Regions from separate parts of the Sus scrofa genome. Here region 1 is linked to region 2. Evidence: chromatin contacts called from public Hi-C data. All regions are on one chromosome and are shown on one strand. Each heading gives the region's core, a stretch centred on a gene start, on an enhancer-like site or on the middle of the called end of the contact. The rest is flanking DNA. Distances are from core to core; before and after follow the strand shown. Region 1 holds the start of RRAS (ras-related protein R-Ras). Region 2 holds the start of CYTH2 (cytohesin 2).

Evidence for each region. Hi-C and Micro-C count contacts between places; a contact is called where the count stands out from the background.
Region 1: a contact with region 2 is called in a Hi-C map of liver, with 4 times the contacts expected there. The contact joins the promoter of RRAS here to the promoter of CYTH2 in region 2. A contact is called at or near these places in 1 of 5 promoter capture datasets (liver) and 1 of 47 Hi-C or Micro-C datasets (liver).

Annotation. Positions count from the first base shown.
Region 1 is chr6:54,680,897-54,685,992 of Sscrofa11.1, reverse strand. RRAS (ras-related protein R-Ras) reads left to right here and starts at 1,279. Exons shown (of 6, transcript XM_003355998.3): 1 at 1,279-1,469; 2 at 3,353-3,440; 3 at 3,548-3,650; 4 at 3,750-3,858; 5 at 4,869-4,987; 6 at 5,062-5,096. The coding sequence starts at 1,317. It overlaps SCAF1 (splicing factor, arginine/serine-rich 19), which reads right to left and starts at 656. Exons shown (of 12, transcript XM_003127346.5): 1 at 225-656. The coding sequence starts at 281.
Region 2 is chr6:53,868,059-53,873,279 of Sscrofa11.1, reverse strand. It overlaps CYTH2 (cytohesin 2), which reads right to left and starts at 3,805. Exons shown (of 12, transcript NM_001144120.1): 1 at 3,787-3,805; 2 at 2,794-2,941; 3 at 2,629-2,695; 4 at 988-1,106. The coding sequence starts at 3,805.

The DNA.
Region 1 (5,096 bases), core at 30-2,529, 820 kb before region 2:
CTGACAGGTGCAAGGGAGTTGTAGTTCCGCGGAGTGAGCCGTGGGGGGGGGGGAAGCAGGACTGGCTGGAAGTTGCCCCGCCCACATTCTGGGGATCCCAGAATCCTGATGCCCAAGTTCTCTCTAAATTTAGAACCAAGAAGCCCGGCCCTACAGCTTCCTCCTCATTTACAACAGAAAAATCCAAATCCGATTCCTCTCAGAGCCGAGGGGTCCGGACTCACATTTCCCTCAGAAGTCCGAGCCCTCCTTCCTCTTAGATCCAGGAGTCGGGCCTTCATGCCTCCCTCAGACCATTCCTGGTCTCAAACGCCTTACGCGAACACAGGGGTTCGGGTACCCCATTCCAATTCCCTCGGATCCAGAATATTGGGTCCCCCCGCTCCTTCAGCCCTCGGACCGATGAGTCCGGGCCCTCAGCAATCTAGAAGCAAGGACCTCCAGAACTCCTCCTTCCAGGACCCAGGAGTCCAAACCTCCAGTCACAATCTCTCCTTGCGACCCAGGGGTCTGGGTCCTGGGCTTTCTCCTCCTTCAAGACTCGGAAATCCTGACCCTAGACCCTTCATAACCCAGGCGTCCCCGCTTGGGCGAGCTGGCTCATGAATTAGGAATGCAGTGATCTCACGGCCCCTCCCTTCCCGGTTACCCGCTGGCCCCCCTCCAGGGCCCCATCTCCCCTCCCAGTCTGTCTTCCGCTAGGCTGGGACAGCGGGAACCGGAAGCCTGGGTCCCGTAGCGGGCGGAGCCTCCATCACCCAACCCAGATGCCAGAGTCGGGAGCTTGGCTTGGGTCCCAGGACAGAGGTTAATTTCCCCTCAGGACTCGCTCCTTCCTCAGAGCGCGCCTATATACGGCCGCGTGCGCAAGACTCAAGCCCCGCCTACTAGAACAAGGCCTCGGGGACGGTACCCTGAGAAGCTAGCTGCAACACAGGGTTTCTCATTTACATAGTCCCACCCCGAACGATTTTCCGGACCCGTCTACGAAGAGAATAAGAACTCTTATTAGCATGGCTCCGCCCCCCCGGCCCGCCAGCCGAGAGCGCGTGGCGCTGCTCGGGGTGAGCACAGTTCTCTCATTAGCATGTTCCCGCCCCATTCGGAATTCCCCTTCTCAGCGACAGCCGTACTCCTATCCGTATTAGCATAGCTCCTCCTTTTCCCAGGTCTTGCCTGCCTCTAAGTGTCCCAAGTAAGGAGCCCTTCTTGCTGGAGCTCATGTTTATGCAGTACCCTTATTAACGTGGTCCGCCCCTAGGCCCCGCCCGGTCCCCCCCCCCGCCCCAGGCGGTAGCGGCGGCAGCGGCAGCGACATGAGCAGCGGGGCGGCGTCCGGGACAGGGCGGGGGCGGCCCCGGGGCGGGGGGCCGGGACCCGGGGACCCCCCACCCAGCGAGACACACAAGCTGGTGGTCGTGGGCGGCGGCGGCGTGGGCAAGAGCGCGCTGACCATCCAGTTCATCCAGGTAGTGGACCTTCACCCCGGGGGGTGCCCCCGGGACCCACCCAGACCTGAGCCCTTGGCGGGATCCCCAAGACTCCGGCTTCCCCTCCATCCATCACTGAGACCCTCTTATGAGGCTTTCTAATCTTAAAAATGTCCCCTCAGATGTGACCCTGAGCCCCTCAGGGCCTCCACCCCCTACATGAGGGACCTTCCTCCTGTCCTTGTATCCTGAGACCCACCACCCCTACCCCAAGTATCCAAAGCCCCGCTCCTCTGCTGACCTGACCCTGGATGCCTCCTGGGAGCACCCTAAATCCAGAAGAGTCAACCCATTTAGACCCTAAGCATTCTCATGGGCCCCCACCCCGCTCGGGGCCACCTCCTCGCACCCTGAGCCCTACCTCTCCCAAATCCCTGACCTCAGCTTCCCCTCTGAGCCGCTCAGTAACTGGGAGAATGCCCTTGACATTACCCCAACCTGGCTGTTTAGCCCCTTCAGAGACCTCCACCAGAAAGTAGAAATTATGCCCAGACTTGGCCCCTGAGATCCATCTAGGACTCCATCCCACCCCTGTCCTCAGGGAGACCCCCTCAGACCCAAGAGACTGCAAAAAGATCCTGCCCCTTGGCCATTCCCACTAAGACTCCAAGTTCTGGGGATCCCCCATCCCACCAGATCCAGACCCCTACCCTTCCTCAAGGAAAACCATCCACTCCTCCGTCGTGAGTTTTCCTCCACTCTGATCTCCTGAGCCCCTCTCAGAAATTCTGGTTAGCCCCCAGATCATTTCCATGGAAGAAGCCCCCAGAGTCTTGACACCTCCAGAAAGACCTGCTCCTTTGGAGTTTCTCTGACCTCTTAAATGTATCTCCAGGTCTCTACGACTCTCTAGACATGTACTTATATTCTATGACAACCCTCCCCCATGCTCTCCAGCCCCCAGTTCGCCCACCTGAGCTTCTCCCGGTTTACTCTGCAGACACACCCCTAAACCCCCCAGGGCCAGGCCCCTGCACTGCCCCTTACCAAGCACCCTCCACGACAGGCAGGATGCAGCCTTCGGACCCCCAGCAGCTGCCAGATCACCCCTTCTCTTCTGAAAATCCACCCTTGCCCAGGAAACTTCCACCCCTTTCCCCAGGGGAAACTCTCCCACCTGGGAGAAACCCTAGAAAGGTGTCTGCTCCAGGGATGCCACCCCTGAGGTCCCTGGGCCCCAGACCCCTGAAGAGACCCCAGACAGCGCGTGCATGGGAGCTCCTGTCTGGGTAGAGAAAGGCCCCAAGCCCTGGGCCCCTTGCACCCAGGGGCAGACCCAAAGCTGGCCCAGGGCCTGGATGGAGGCGGCCGGGACCCAGGCAGGAAGGGAGGGGCCCCGCCTGCGGGCGGGGCAGCGTCTCAGCAGCCGGATTGGAACCGGGATCTTCCCCTGGGAGGAGACACTGGAAGCTGCCCAGGGGGAGGGGGAGAGGGAGGAGGAGGAGGAGGAAGAAAAAAAGAGGGAAGAAAGGGGGAAGAACACATGCAGATATGCTGGATGGCAAAAGGTCCCAGTGACTGAGCGCCTACTATGCGCAGACGATATGAAATGCTTAACGAGGATTTTCCCTGAATCTCACACACTGGGTTGAGGGTAGCACTCTTTTGATCTTCATTTCCCCAGGGAGAAAATCGGGGTCAGGAGAGGGGCAGTGATTTAGAGGGGGAGTGATGTGTTCAATGCCGCATAGCCAGGGCATCATCCCGACTCGGGAAATGCAACTTTATATCAAAAAGAGGGATGGGGCCGGGAGCCCCTTGGAGAGAGGGGCCTGGGGAGCACAGGGGATAAGGGAGGCAGGCCTCCATCATCCCTGCTGGGACCCTGTAGTAAAGCGTCCTCTCCACCCCCCCCACTCCAGTCCTACTTCGTGTCTGACTACGATCCCACTATTGAAGACTCCTACACCAAGATCTGCACCGTGGATGGCGTCCCGGCCCGGCTGGACAGTGAGGGTGGCAGGGGAGATGGAGTGGGAGGGTGGCCGGGCTGCGGGCTTGTGGGGGTGGCTGGCGGGAGCCTGGTCCCCATGGAGGCCCCCTCTCCCCATCTGCAGTCCTGGACACCGCAGGCCAGGAGGAGTTCGGTGCCATGCGAGAGCAGTACATGCGCGCCGGCCACGGCTTCCTGCTGGTGTTTGCCATTAATGATCGGCAGAGGTGGGTGTTGTCTGGGGGTCGGGGGAGATGGGGGGGGGAGGTGGCGGAGTCAGCGGGGAGCACTGGGGCCCAGCTGCTGACCTGCGGCTTCATCCGCAGTTTCAACGAGGTGGGCAAGCTCTTCACGCAGATCCTCCGAGTCAAGGACCGAGATGACTTCCCCATCGTGTTGGTCGGGAACAAGGCAGATCTGGAGACACAGCGTCAGGTCTGGGACACCCCCACCCCCGCCTCGCCCTCCCGGGACCCCCTCTCAGCGTGGGAGGCTCCTTTGGGCCCACCTCATGTCAGCATCCTCCTCTGGCTCCTGTGGTCCCTTGTCACATACCCCATAGATGTATTGCCCCATGTCAGACCTTCTGAGCCCCCAGCATTGCACACAGGAGTTGTCATGCCCACGAGGCAGGGACTGGATGGAAAAGAGGGCACCTCCCCCCAGGGTCACCCAGCCCCAGCTTTGTCCCCTCCCCTCCTCTCATTCCCACCAGAACTCTGGCCCCGGCCTCCCACTCCTGCTGCTCCCTCGTGCCCCAGCACCCCAGCTCTGCCACCTGGCCCCTGACACCCACCGTGGTCTTGTCCCTTCTCCCTCCCACCACTTCCTTTTACACGCAAACTATGTGATTTCCACCCAGAACTTTCTCTTTTTAAACTTTTGTCTTTTTAGGGCCGCACCTGCGGCATATGGAGGTTCCCAGGCTAGGGGTCCAGTCCGAGCTACAGCTGCTGGTCTACGCCACAGCCACAGCCACGCCAGATCTGAGCTGAATCTGCGACCTACACCACAGCTCACGGCAATGCTAGCTCCTTAACCCACTGAGCAAGGCCAGGACTTGAACCTGCGTCCTCCTGGACGCTAGGCAGGTTGTTTCTGCAGAGCCATGACGGGAACTCCCCAGAACTCATCTTTTCAATCAAGCCTGTGGGGAGTTCCAGCCGTTGGAGTTTTGCTTGGGCCTCTGCTGGGACATCCTGACGTTTCTCCGCCTGATGACTCAGTTCTGGGCCAGCGTCTCTGGAGCCTTCTCAGCCTCCTTCCTTAGATGGCACCCACCCCACACCCTGGGCTCACTCCTCCATCTCCCTGCAATGTTTCACTTAAGCTCCCCTAGGAGGTGGCCCCAGTCAGAGCACACAGTGTGTCTGTGTGCCTCCCCCAGGCCCGACCGTCCCCAGTGCAGGGACCTGACTCCTCCATGTGTCCTGCCCGCCCCCCAGGTTCCCAGATCCGAAGCCTCGGCCTTCAGCAACTCCCACCACGTGGCCTACTTCGAGGCCTCGGCCAAACTGCGCCTCAACGTGGACGAGGCCTTTGAGCAGCTGGTGCGCGCCGTCCGGTGAGTGGAGCCCCCCTTCCCGGGTCTTGCTCCCATCCCCACCCCGGCCCCACCTTACCAGCCTCTTCCCACAGGAAGTTCCAGGAACAGGAGCTCCCACCCAGCCCGC
Region 2 (5,221 bases), core at 2,556-5,055:
GACCGCCTGCCGCAAGAACCCTGCTGTGGCTGGAATTCTGCACAGCTGGGAGAAACGCAGCAAACACATGCTCCGCCAGCCTCCACAGATGCCCAGAGCCAGTGCCCCAGCCTGCAGACATCCACGGCCAGTCCCTGTGCACCCGAGAGGCTCACCAAATGACCCCCGTGATACCAGACATCCAACCGTCTCCACACACGCCCTCAGATCATGGACAATCCCGGGGCAGGCAGAGATGACCCCCGCATCCCCTAGGTGTCCAGACCGTCCCCAGGCACCCCCGAGGTCCCCAGTCTCTTCACCGCAGATATCCAGAAGGTTCCACACCCCCTAGAGGTCTGCACAATCCCTGTGATCCCAGACACCGACGGATGGTCCTGGGCACCGCAGCTGTTCAGGCGGTCTCCACCCCCCAGAGCCTCACAGAAGGTCCCCAGACACCCTGGGTGTCCAGACAGGTGCCGTATCCCAACATCCATGATGGTCCCCACGTGCCCAGGTATCCGTAAACCCCTGGGAACCCCAGACAGCCATCCACTCCTGCCGACGTCTCACATACTCTACACTTCTAGGTGCCCCACACACACCCTGGAGGGCCACATGGCCCTCACGCTCACGGACGTCCACGGGGCCCCCATGTTCCCCAGATATCCACCGGCAGCCCCCACGCTTCCCAGCTGTCCACATGGTTCCCGTGCACGCCTGCGGTCTACACGTGCTTCGCACGCTCCCGCAACACTTGCAGGTGTTCTCAACTGTCTCCCGACATAAATGGATGGTCCCCCACGCGGCCCAGATGTCCACAAAGGTCCCCAAGCCCCCTAGATGCTCGCAGATGGTCCCCAGGCTCCCCAGAAGGTCTCTGGCTCCCCCAGACCCGTGTCAGTTCCTTTTGCCAGTCCAGCCGGCTGGGCCTCTCCTCGGGAGGCGCTGGCAGTCCGAGGGCAGGAGCTGGGTGCGAGCGGTAGGGGTGGGGTGGGGGCTCACCTCTCCCCCAGGTAGTCCCCGATGGCCGTCTTGTTCAGGCCTTCGCCCTTGTACAGGAAGCGGGCGATCTCCTCGGGGGTGTTCTGTAGAAGTTCATCCTCCACCAGGAACTGGATCCCCTGGTGGGCGGGGGTGGGGGCTGGGTCTCAGGGCCGGCGTGCTGGGCAGGCCACTTCCCACCAAAGTCTCAGAACCCTCAGCCTCCGAACCCACCCCCCATGCCCAACAGAGCAGGGCCGAGTTTCATTTCCAAGCTTTGCCCAGGTCCGTACTTAGCATCATCCCTCCCACGTCATAGCCTTTGCCTGGTTAATGCCAGCCCCGCCCTCCCCAACTCCCCCCAGCCCAGCAGGGTCTGGCAAGAAACAGGAGCTCCAAAAATGTTTGCTGGTTGACTGAACAAACTACAACTACTTCAGGCAAGCAGAATAAAGTGGGAGTTCCTGCTGTGGCACAACAGGATTAGCAGCATTTCTGCAGCACCAGGACACAGGTTTGATTCCCCAGCCTGGCACTGTGGGTTAAACGATCCGGCACTGCTGCAGCTGCAGCACTGGTTACAAGAGCGGCCTGGATCTGATCCCTGGCCACATGTCCCAGGGCAGCCAAAAATGGAAAGGAAAAAAAAAAAAAAAAGAAAAAAGGAATAAAGTGGAAAACCATTAGTAGTCAAGTGCTGTGAGGGCCAGGCCTCAGGCCAGACTAGGGCTTTTTCTGGCTCTCCTGATGCCACGAGGATCCCCACTGTGGCTACACCTCACTCTGGATTGTGTATCCAGGTCTAGGGGCTCCTGGAGGGCAAGACAGGGTCAAAGTCTTCTCTGGGTCCCCGGCCTTGCCTAGCAGAGGGACGGGCCCCAGGCAGGCCTCAGAAAATGGGCGTAAAATGAAAGAATGAATGAACAAACATTTTTCTTCCATTCGGGGAACACTAATTCATCCTTCAAACCTGACCTGAATACCCCCTCCTCAGGGAAGCCCTCTTTGATGCCACCAGGCTTCCTGCTCTGAACATCCATGGCCCTGGTACCTCTCTCTCTGTTATGGCACCTGTCAACCCTCCTTTGCTCATGTCCCTGTCCACGTTCCCTACCAGACTCAACTGAGTTCCTCCTGGGGACTCCAGATTACATCAGAAGTGGGTCCAGGGAGTTCCCGTCGTGGCGCAGTGGTTAACGAATCCAACTAGGAACCATGAGGTTGAGGGTTCGGTCCCTGCCCTTGCTCAGTGGGTTAAGGATCCGGCGTTGCTGTGAGCTGTGGTGTAGGTTGCAGACGCGGCTCGGATCCCGCGTTGCTGTGGCTCTGGCGTAGGCCGGTGGCTACAGCTCCGATTCAACCCCTAGCCTGGGAACCTCCATATGCCGCGGGAGCGGCCCAAGAACCAAGAGATAGCAACAATAACAACAACAACAAAAAAAAAAAAAAAAAGAAGTGGGTCCAGAAATATGAGCAAAAAGGGGAAGAGGACCTCCCACGCAGAGGATCAGGCACAAGCAAAGGTCAGGGGACAGAGGGACAGCCAATATCTGAATCCAGGGATCAGGCCCGAGTCTGTCCACCACCACACCTCTGCTACCTGGAGATGCCAGAATCCCTGTCTGTCTTCCTGGCTGATCCCAGCCCTGTGGTCCCAAGCACCTTTTTGGGGTCCATGTTGAACTTCTTCCTGCCCATTGCCATCTTCCGGTTCCGCTGCAAGGTCTTGCTGCAGGGGCAGAGAGTGCAGGATGGAGGGTCAATGCCTGTGCATCTCCGGCCCAAGCCAAGCCCCCTGACCCCCAGGATCCCGGCCCCAGCCCTCACCTGCCCTCATTGGCCTCCAGCCCCTCGACTTCGCTCATGGCTTCGCTGAGCTCCTCCCGCAGGCGCTGGATCTCCACCAGCAGCTCCTGCTTCCGCCGCCGGATGTTCTCCAGCTCCATCCGCTCCTCGGGAGTCAGGTCCGGGGGCTCTGGGGAAGAGGGTCGGGGGTGGGGGGGGTCAGTTCTGGGGACCCCAAACCCGGATGTCTGCCATCTGCGGGAGGACAGGGGTGGGGGTGGGGGATGGGCAGGACGTCTAGGTTCGGGGAGGATGAGGGTCCAGCCTCCTCCGTCTGCTGGAAGAAGGGGTTGGGGGCCTAGATTCCTCAATCCAGAGATGGAAGGGCTGGGAATCCAAACTCTTTAGTCCGGGGGTGGAGGAAGGGGACTGGGAGCCTCAACTCAGGTCTGCGGGGAGCAAAAAAGGGCTGGAAGCTTGAGCTACGGTCCATTACTTGACAGGGGGCTGAGGCCTTGGTTTTCTGCCTCCATTCTCGGCGAGGGAGCTGAGGGTCTGGGTGTCCGGACTCCTGGGTCCATGGAAAGTAACTATGGCAGGGGAAGCTGATGACAGCTGGCAAGAGTTAAGGAAGGGGGCGGGGCATCGGAAGCCCCCGCCCCCGCCTTAGCGGGCTCTCGGTAGGCCCCAAGATTTCTCCCCACCCCACCGCCCCCAGAAGCCCCCCTTCCCGCTCCCAGCAGGCACTGGGCTCGCCCGGCCCCTCCAGAGGGAATGGTTCCGCCCCGGGCCTCGCCTCCACCGCTCCATCCCACCCCCTCCCGCCGCCACCGGAAACAGGCTCGGCCCAAACAATGGCCTGGAACGCCCCAGTCTCCAGCCCCGCCGGAAGCGCGTCCCAGGCCCCACAAAAGCAAGGCGACGACGGGGCCGAAAGGCTCAGCAAGGCGCGCTACGGGGAGAACGTTCGCGGCGGAACCTTCGGGGCGAAACTCTCCATCCACTTGCAGCCGGCCCCGCCCCTCCCCGACTCACCGTAGACACCGTCCTCCATGGCGGCTAGGAAGGCCCGCGGGGAGTCCGGGGCGGTCCCGCCGGTCGGGCCTGGATCCGCGTTGGCCCGCGGGCTCGGGTGAGCCCGCTCAAACGCCCCGGGAGCCACCGCCGCCTCCTCAGCGCCAGTCCTCAGCGCTGAAAAGACTCTCCCTTCGTCTCCCAACCGCCCCGCCAGTAGGGACCGCCCCTCGTTTTGACACCGCCCAATCTACGGCGGGACTTCTCGCCTGCCCCGCCTCCGATATCAAAGGATCGCCCTCCACGGCCAATAGACGCACAAGGAGTAGATATAGCCGTGTCCGGCAGGAGGTAGATGGTCTGCGAGGCCAATCGGAATGCTGGCAGGGGACCGGGTCCCGCCTCCGAAACTAAAGAAAGCACTTGGCTGGCTTGCAAGCCAATGAGAAGCCTCGGAAAGGAGTTGCGTGAGAAGAGAGAGAGGAATACGCCTGCGCAAGGGCTGCGGGCATTTAGGATACCATTCAACTGAGCCCCGCCTCCACCAATACGTTGCTAGGGGGCGGTACCTTATTAGGCTTGTTGCCAGGGGGCGGGGCACAACCATTGGTTGTTTCTGTGAGTCACATCTCCTAGCAGGCATAGCTGGCTTTTGACCGCAGTGGTTGCCATGCAACCGAGAGCGGCTTTGGCTCACCTTTCTTTGGGCCTCCTTCCTCTGGGCACTGGCCCCTCCGATCTCTTACCCCTTCCCATGGCCTCCCCATCAACCTCAGCCTCTTCATAGTCAAAGAGTGGTGAAACAAAAGACATTCTTTCTTCCAAATGCTAGCTTTTTGGTCCCTGTCTTGGAGAATGGGACAATAGGAGAAGGCCAGATACAGTGAAAACGTAGGCTCTGCCTTCCCAGAGCCGGCTGCCTCTCAATTTCCTCCCTCTCTCCCCCGAATTCCTCCCCTTATTTTACCACCCTACACCACCCCCGCCCCAGGACAACTCCCCTTTCCTCGGCATCCTCCCACCTTTCATTCCTCCCCCTTACTGTCCTCTCCAACCCGGCTCAGCTCACTTTCCCCTCCTCTCAAAGTCTTGTTCTTCTTAAACTCCTCCCTCCTCTCCGAGCCCTGCATCTGAGGACATTTCCCCTCCCCCACCTCTCATTCCCTTTCCTTGCAGGCAAAACGGGTGCAGGGACCTGGTTCAGATGGAGAAACTGGGCAAAAACCGCCTCTTCCCTCGCTCCCCAGGCCCTGTCATGGACAGATCCCTAATTGGGTCTGAGGTGCTGTCTGGGCCTGGTCCTCATTCAACGTCCCTGAACCAGGCAGGTGGGGACAGATTCCCAGCCAGGACCTGGTTAAGCTGACAGATTAGACACGGACCTTCCTAATCCCCTCAATGACCTTTATGAGTGGCTCAAGCCTGCCCTCCCCAGCGAGTGGAAACCCGGGTTGCG